2 separate regions of the Rattus norvegicus genome follow, and region 2 is linked to region 1. Evidence: chromatin contacts called from public Hi-C data. All regions are on one chromosome and are shown on one strand. Each heading gives the region's core, a stretch centred on a gene start, on an enhancer-like site or on the middle of the called end of the contact. The rest is flanking DNA. Distances are from core to core; before and after follow the strand shown. Region 1 has its middle 47 kb from the start of Gpr151. Region 2 holds the start of Ppp2r2b (protein phosphatase 2, regulatory subunit B, beta).

Region 1 (4,340 bases), core at 700-3,199:
ATATGGGAAATGGCATCCTAGAGCTTCTGTAGTCCCCACACACTCACCAGAGTGACAGAAGCTACAGATGACCCCTGTGTTTGTCCAAAATCACTCAACGTCTGGGTCTCTAGCTTGATCTTTCTTCCCTGTAGCCATCTTCTTTCCATTTTAAGTCTCTGTACACCCGATTTCTAAATAAAATTATTCTTTTCTAAATTCTAGTTATTAAAAGTTTTGGAATCATGTCATACCTTTTAAAGGAGAAACTACCAGGTACATTTTCCCCCTTGGATAAACAGGTTTTGTATGAAGACACCAAACTAAAGTAGTAGACAGGTGTGTATGTACTTCTGTAGTTCAAGTTAAAAACATGAACTCAGCCAGGTCAAGCAGCAGTTGGAGTAGACCTGCCTGTCACCATGCCACCCAGTGTCAGTGGAGTAAGACACCAAGAGACCAGCACACCACCTTGCTACCCAGTGAAGGAGGGTGGAGAACATCAGCCACGTGGCCAACCTGTAGCAGGAGCCACTACCGTGTGCAAATATGTGGTGGTCAGATGGGAGAGAAAGAGAAATGGAACAGTCTGAAGTTCATGAAGAGAGATGGAACTAGAGACGGGAGGGTGAAGAGGAACAGCCTGTTGTGAGTAGTCAGCCCTGTCACCTGAGGCCATGGTGAAGCCCCAGCCCATGCTGCCTCTGAGAGCCATGTCTGGGTCCATGGCCATGCATCAGCAGAGGTCTATGTCAGTGTCCAAGACTTAATACCACTAAAGAGCATGTGGAAGTCCCTGGGCTGAGTGGACTGCTGCCTGGGACCATGTAGATGTCCAAGGACTGGCTGTGCAGAGCTGGTCCCACCTCTCACAGCTCCTACACTCGGAAGAGTGAACCCAGCACTTCAACTGGGCAGCACAGTGAAGCTGGCTCTGGTGGCATAGGTGTAGGTAAGCTGGCCCAGAAGGCATGAGAGCTGAGAGCTGACCTTGACCCTTGATGGCTCTAGCACTGGGTAAGCTAGCAGGGGCAGTGCTGGAGGGCTTGCCCTGGTGATTCAAATGCAGGAGAGTTTATGGGCTGAACAACTCAACTACCACCCAGGCCTATACCTGGGGTTTTGAGTTGACCCACCCAAAAACCTACGTCATCTATGAGCTGCTGCAGCATGGGATAGGGCTGGTCCTGCAGACCCAAAGCTGAGGCATCTCCATGACGCAGGGCAACAACATGATAAGCAAAAGGAGTCATGGTGAGGATCCAGTATTGCTAATGCAGCAGAAACCAAAGACCTTGAACCAGACCCACGACTCATTGCAATGAACATTTGCAAGTGCAGATGTGTGGACGAAAGAGTATGCTGCAAGACACACCGTGACTCACTCCAGCTTCCACAAGCAGACGTTTCCTTTTGTTTTGATTTGTTTTTGTTTTGCAGGAAGAGGTTGCAAGAGTGGAATATGGATATGAAGGGACAGAAGATAAATGGAATTGGGGCGCATGATATAAAATTCACAAAGAATCAATAAAAGTGTTTTTTAATAAAATATGCAGAAACTTGCAAAAGTAACCTTTGTTCACCTAATATAATTTTTGTCTCTGATGCTTACTGCCTCCGTCTGCTAACCTAGACCCAGTCCTGGAAGGTTCTAGACTCTGTACAATCCAATCTAGGCCTGGGATGTTTTCAGCCTCTGAGACCTGCTGTTGAATACGTTCACCCCTTCCTACTAGTTCTTTCTGAGCTCTGGCTGACTGGTCAACTCCGCTGTCCTGACTCAAACTCCTCTCTAAGCTACTGACTCAATCTGGCTTCTCTCAGCTTCTCCTGAAGTGCTCTGTTGGCCTCACACTAACTCTGGCAATCTGTTCTAGTCTTCTGGCTCCTTCTCATTCTCTGGCTCGTTCTGTTTTCAACCTGTCTCTGTATTGTATAACTGTCCCAGTTAAACTGCCTCCTCTGCTTTTTCCTCTCTCTGTGCTCTCTAAGTAGGCTCTTTTCTCTCCTTTGTTCTCATGAGAGTTGGGCAGATGCTGTCCTATCAAATCTTTCTCTGATTCAACAACTTGCCTGCCTCTCAAGTAGACATCACTTTCAAACATGGGTGCTTCCTTCTACCAACCTACTTTGCCTTCATTGTGCATGTCTGTATTCCAGCCAGAGGAATGAAAGGTAGGTACAAAGACTTAGCCACACAACAACTAGAAACAGGCTTTTTCCGGTAAACGACCCAATCTTGGCATTCGCAGCATGATCAAATATCCTGCAACAGAATCTCAACTACCAGTGGGTTGAGCGAGAGGTCCCCTTCCATATCCTTTGTAATTGTCATCTGGAGCTGCAACCAGCTCAATATATTGGTTATTTATTATGCCACTCTTAAAACATTCTTTACCAGATTAAATTTTCTTTTCAGGTAAATTGACAAAAGGACATTGTGAGTCAAGGATATAATACTATTGTAAGTTGAAATGTGACCACGCTCATCACTGATAACTCTAAAAGACTAGAGAGTCTTTAGGTCTGGATAACTGTAAAAATGCTTTTAAAAAATGTATCATCTTATAGAAAATTCCTGCCTCTGTTAAATTCACTTGGCACCTTTTAGCAAGCACTGAAAGTTCAATGATAAGCACAAGTTGAATATTTTTATAGTAAGATACTGTTGATAAATGCAAAGGTAAGGCATCACAAGTGAGCTCATAATGCTGTACTTGTTTTCAGTGTGTTAACAATCATAATTGTTCTGTAAACATTGCCTCTGCTTCGAGAACTGTCAGGGCTTATAAACCAAAGCTCCCAGATGTCTCTACTAAGTTCCTCTATTAACTGTGGTAACTGCTGATGCACCGTTTCCTTTTGCTGTGTATGTTTATGACCTATGAGACTGTATCTGTCATGTATCTGTTGCAGTTATTTTTATCACAGACCAAAAAAAAATAAAAAAAAAGAAAGAAAGAAAAGAAAGAAAGAAAAATAAAAAGAAAAAAAAACCTAATTGCTGAGCTTGGAGTGATCTAACACATTTCAAAAGCATTTCAAAAGTGTGACCAGATTTAATTGAGGATAAAGTTTCTGCAAGCCAAATCTGAAAAGCCACAGTGTCGGTTGTTACCAAATGGCACGCTGCCATTCCTGATTGCTACTTGGATACAATGGAAACTGCGCACTGTTGCATATGAGTAATCTTAACATCTGTGTGTCAATTTAAAAAGTTAATATACAAAGATGCATTCTACACCATGCAGAACTTTCCACTCACCTTAATAAACTCAAGTTGTAATCCAAGTTGGGATAGTAATAATACTAGATCATGGTTATTAACCAATTGAACTTTAGTTAAGATTTAATGAAGCAAGAGCTCATTCCTTCAGCCAAGCACTATTTAGTGTCTGTTACATGCCAGAAGCTGCACTAGGTTCTGGGAATGTGATTAAGAGCAGAGGCAGAAGCTGCTTGGTTGTGGTGCCTGTCTTTAATCCCAGCACTTGGGAAGCAGAGGTGGGTAGATTTGAGTTCAAGGCCAACCTGGTCTGGAGAGCAAATCCCAGGACAGCCAGAGCCACACAAAGATACCCTGTCTCAAAACATACAGAGAGAGAGAGAGAGAGAGAGAGAGAGAGAGAGAGAGAGAGAGAGAGAGAAGGCACGTAGGACCTCAGGCATTTTCAGGCTAATGGAAGAAAAAGACTGTCTACGGATGCAAAGTAGCAAATGTTACCTATGATACTGGAGCTACTCAGGGAAGGGGAAGAGGCATGGCAAACACCCCAAAGTAGCTATGCCAAAAGGATGTGGGTGGGAGCCCTCCAATAGTGGCTCTCAACTTTCCTAATGCTTTTATATAGTTCTTTATGTTGTGGTGACTCCCAACCACAATATCATTTTTGTTGCTACTTTGTCACAGACCACCCAGGGGAGTGTGTCAGCAGAGGGACCAAGGCTTGGATTTCAGGTAGAGAACGGATTTGTCCCGACAGACAGACACAAACTCGAGGTGTGTGCTGCTGCAAAAAGCTTTACTTTCTGGCATAGATTTAAGCAGTTAGAACAGGTACATCAATAACTGGCAATCATCTAGCTCTTATTCATCACCTCACCAAATGTCCCTTGCAAGGAGGAAAGCTGAACGTACAGTCTAGGAAACAATTCTCAGCCGCAAACAATAGTTTAGAAAACTGCAATTATACTGCCAGACTTGTGGGCACCAGATATGCATTCAACATTTACCTTTGTTTTAATAAAGTTTAAACTCTATGTTTATGGTCCCTCAGAATAATATGGAAACATTTGTAACCATTCTATAATTTCTTTCATTTCTTGCTCAATGCTAATTTCTTTTCCTTTTAGTTAACTCT
Region 2 (3,908 bases), core at 453-2,952, 300 kb before region 1:
CCAAAAATCATTTCAACTGAAGGCAAGACATCTTAGCGTCACGATGCACCCAGAGATGAACTTATCTTTCCTTTCTGATCCTTCCTTACCATATGCTAATCTCCAAGAGAAGCTGAAAGGACTGTGGGACTGTACAGCCTCCGTGAGGCACCCAGCTGGACATGGAAGATGCCACTCGGACAAGCAATACTCAAGTGGACTGAACAAGCTTGTACCAAGTCTTCTCTGCTACTTGAATTTCACACATCGCCTTTGAAAAAACAATCAAACAACCATGTAGGACTTAACTGCCACATGAAAGTAAAGTGGAATCTACTAGAAGCTTGCCTTTCAACTCCTGATTGTGGGGAAACATTTCCGCCCTATCTTTCCCCCCAAGAGATGCAGTTACTTTTTGGACTTGTAAACAATACCATTTTCCACCCACCAGAAACATCTATTTTTTTCTTAGAAACCTAGTGGCAATTCCCAGCCTCAGTTAAGGACTTGCCCCCCCCCCCCAGCCCGTTTTGGAACTTCAAATACTTTCTAAATTGTGTTAGCTGAAGCATTCATTGTATGTATATAATTAACTCACGGGTCCCTCAGGGCCCATCTGGCTAAACTCGCAGAGCTTAACTGAGCAAGACATTTGCTGATGTCTCTCCCTACAGTGACACCCATAGAAATGAACAGTACTTCATGAGGAAAGTTCTTCTCCAAATTGCTCATCTAGTGGTTTGAACTGCGCCACTGAATTATTTTATGTTTCATAACAGCATCGATATCATACTCTTTCAAATGTAGTATTTGCAATTTGGGGAAATGTGGACTGGAAAGTGAACCCTGCCTTTCCTCTGAGTTGAAGTGAGAAGACGGGGTACCCCCTTTTGTGCCCTTAAATTCCATCTGGATCATAGTGGTTCACCTTGGTCCCTGCCTCCTCTCTGCATTCAAGGACTTAGCATACTGAGGGCACACAGAAGGCGTCCGAACAACTGAGCATGAAGCTCCACCCGTCTGTTCAAAACAAAACACAAAGGGCTACAGAGAGTGTGCTTCTTCAGGCTGGGTATATTGACCCATAACTCAGCCCTGTACTGTGCAGACTGTCTCTGCCTGTAGACACTGATACGTTTCTGAACACCAGCTTCTCACAGATGTTAGCCTGCTTGGAAAGGAATCGACCATGATGGCAGTATCAAAGTTCTGGCCCCTGCTCTGCTTTCTACTCCAAGCTTGAAGGGCTAAGTTTTGAATAAGCTCCTCTTCTAGCTCTCTCCAGGCTTGGAGCTCCTGACCTCACCCTTGAACTTCAACAAGGGGCAGTCTACATCATATCCGGTTAACAAAAGGAACCTAGATGCGGACTTCTACCCAAAGGAACCTACTACTAAATACTGTCCTGAATGAAGTGCAGGCAGGCGTCAGGATCAAATGAGTGAGCTAAGAGCCTCTGAGCACAAGCCAGCCCCTACCCTTGGCTGTATGGCACCAGAGGGGAGATACTGGAACAGCTCATCCACGCCTTTTTCTTTTCAGTGAACCTGCACGCTCCCACTTGCTGTCCAGGTGTCCTTGGCTGCTGCTTGCACCCCTCTGCAGCAGAGAGCAGCCGCAGCCTCTGCCTGGACTCCCACTGCTACTGGGGAAGAGTCCTGGGGCTGCTGACGCGGTTGGGAGGAGCCTCGCTTTTAATGCACCAGCCGCCTCCAGCCTCCTGCAGCAGCAGCAGCACCAGCAGCAGCTGCGAGTGCGCCCCTGTGGGTGTGAGGGTGAGAGCGCTGGCGCCGGCCACAGCGCCCTGCCTAGCTCCCCGCCAGCTTCCCTAGCCCCCGTCTGCGGGAGCCGCCCTCCCGTGGGACCAGCACCCTCATCTCAGCAAGGCAAGCCTGAATCCTGCCCCTGCCATCTCGCCCCTGCAGTGTGGGTCCGGAAAGGCACCATTTTGTCGCGGCTGCCCGCTCTCCCAGGGGGAGGAGGGTTCTTATTTTTTGCATTTTGGAGCCGCTGCCTGCCAAGGGGAACCTGTTGGGCATCTCCCCAGCCCTACTCGGGAACGTCTCCGGGGTGGGCGGGCAGGACCAGACCCCTCGTGGAGGACACAGAGCTTCCTGGTACCCAGAGGCAGAGGAGGCAGGCGCAGCATCCTCGCTGGGAATTGGAGCTGAAGTGAGCGCACCGTGCGGGAGGAGCCACCGCATCCGCGGAGAACCGAGTGGAGGAGGTGACAGCTCCATTGCCGGGTTTTTATTTTCTTCTCTCTCCGCCTCCCCGTCTCCTCCTCAGGCTTGGACCATGGTGCAGTCCCACTGGCTCCCCTGCCCCCCTCTCCTGTGAGACTGGCTGCGGGGTGGGATCATGGATACTTGTCTGCCGGCTTCTGGTTCCCACGCAAGTAAGCCTGCTGTCAATGGAGGAGGACATTGATACCCGCAAAATCAACAACAGTTTCCTGCGCGACCACAGCTATGCAACCGAAGGTAATGCCAGCTCGGCCGCATTCCGCCGCTGGGGTCGGGTGCAAGTTGCGGATAGCTGTGCTTCACCAGTGGCCCGGCGCCTAGTGGCAGAGACTCCTCCAGGCTCTAGGGCTGGAGCACTGGGCGGAGGCTCAGGCTAGGCTCTCACCCAAGCCGCCAGAGGGGTTAGGGGTAAGGCACATCCATCCAGGCTCGGGCTCTCGGTCACTGGTGCCCCACGTTCAGCAGCAGGTGGACCAGGTGCTCCCGGGAGTTAAAATGGCCTTTAGGGATGAGGCTTTTCAGGGTGCGGCTCCCAGGCAGATGATCCCAACGAAGCAGATGACACCTTCTTGTCCCAAGACGCTTACAAGAATCTTGGACTGAGATGAGAAGGGAGGGGCCCAGTGAGACCTTGGTCCACCCCTCTCTGGGTACAGTGATGTGTGGCTCTCGGTGACTGCAGTAAGAATATAGCTTCATTTCTTGCCCATTCATTTCTCTGGCTCGCTGGTTTACCTGCTCAGACAATCAAAACCCCCTAACGGCCTTTTAGCAAAAGTGGGGGAGCCCTCTCCCCTTGAAAGTACGATAGCCAGAAAATTTTAAAAGGTAGCTGGGGAATCATGATTCGCGGCGAGAGAACGAGGCTGACACGTGGGGCGAGCAACTGGGATCTGGATCCATGGGGCCTTTAAAAATCACCATTATGAATTCTGCAGCAGTACTTTCTGCTGAATCAACAGCCAGCAGAAAGCAGGAGGGTTCAGCGAGCTGAGCTTTGCCAAGAGGTGAAATTGTGTTCGCTCACTCTCTCGCTTGCTGGCTCTCTCTCCTTTCAGCCAGCTCGCTCTGACATCAGCCTAAATGCTGGGCAGGCAGTCAGGGAAAGTCAGCAGGTGGACTGCTTCCTGCCCTTTGTGTATGAACTGAGTAAAAACGTTTTAGTTTTATTTGAATGACAAAACTTTTGCATTCGAGCTTTATTTTCTACCTGTAGATGTTGATTTTCGGCAAGGAAGTGTTGTATTGACCTATGGCCATGGCCATGTGAGAAAACGCGTGGGAAAGTGCTTGGGGAAAATGCAGCAAGGCATGTTAGCCCGTGTTTCTTCTTCTAGAATGCTAAAATTTCTGTAATATTTAATCACATCAGAAGAATGCCATGGATCAAGTAAAAGTGCCAGCTCTTAGGGAAATAAAAAGACTCATATGTAGGGGTGGGGATAATGGTGGCCCCCTCTGCAAAGATCTCTGGAAATTTTAGACAGAAGAATCCCAAGTGCTGTTGAAAATACTTTCGTATTCATTACCATGTCTGGGGACCAGCAAGCCCAACATGTCTATGGTACCCAGACACACTGTAAGCTCTGAAACCTTAGAGATGATTTTTTAAAGATGGTCCACCCATCTCTGCCCCACGATGAATACCATTCTTGCTGATTCTTAAAAATATTTCCACAGCAG

What was found. A called contact is a pair of places that touch in the nucleus more often than the background predicts.
Region 2: a contact with region 1 is called in a Hi-C map of frontal cortex, with 3 times the contacts expected there. The contact joins the promoter of Ppp2r2b here to the enhancer-like site in region 1. A contact is called at or near these places in 2 of 12 Hi-C or Micro-C datasets (frontal cortex and prefrontal cortex) and 1 of 1 datasets of contacts at active chromatin or transcription factors (oligodendrocytes).

Annotation. Positions count from the first base shown.
Region 1 is chr18:34,866,185-34,870,524 of GRCr8, reverse strand. No RefSeq gene overlaps it. Among named protein-coding and RNA genes, the nearest start is that of Gpr151, 47 kb to the right of the region's middle. Within about 2 kb of position 1,949, at least 9 of the 93 cell types and tissues checked have an H3K27ac peak or open chromatin away from gene starts, as enhancers often do.
Region 2 is chr18:35,162,810-35,166,717 of GRCr8, reverse strand. Ppp2r2b (protein phosphatase 2, regulatory subunit B, beta) reads left to right here and starts at 1,702. Exons shown (of 9, transcript NM_001402382.1): 1 at 1,702-2,462. The coding sequence starts at 2,393.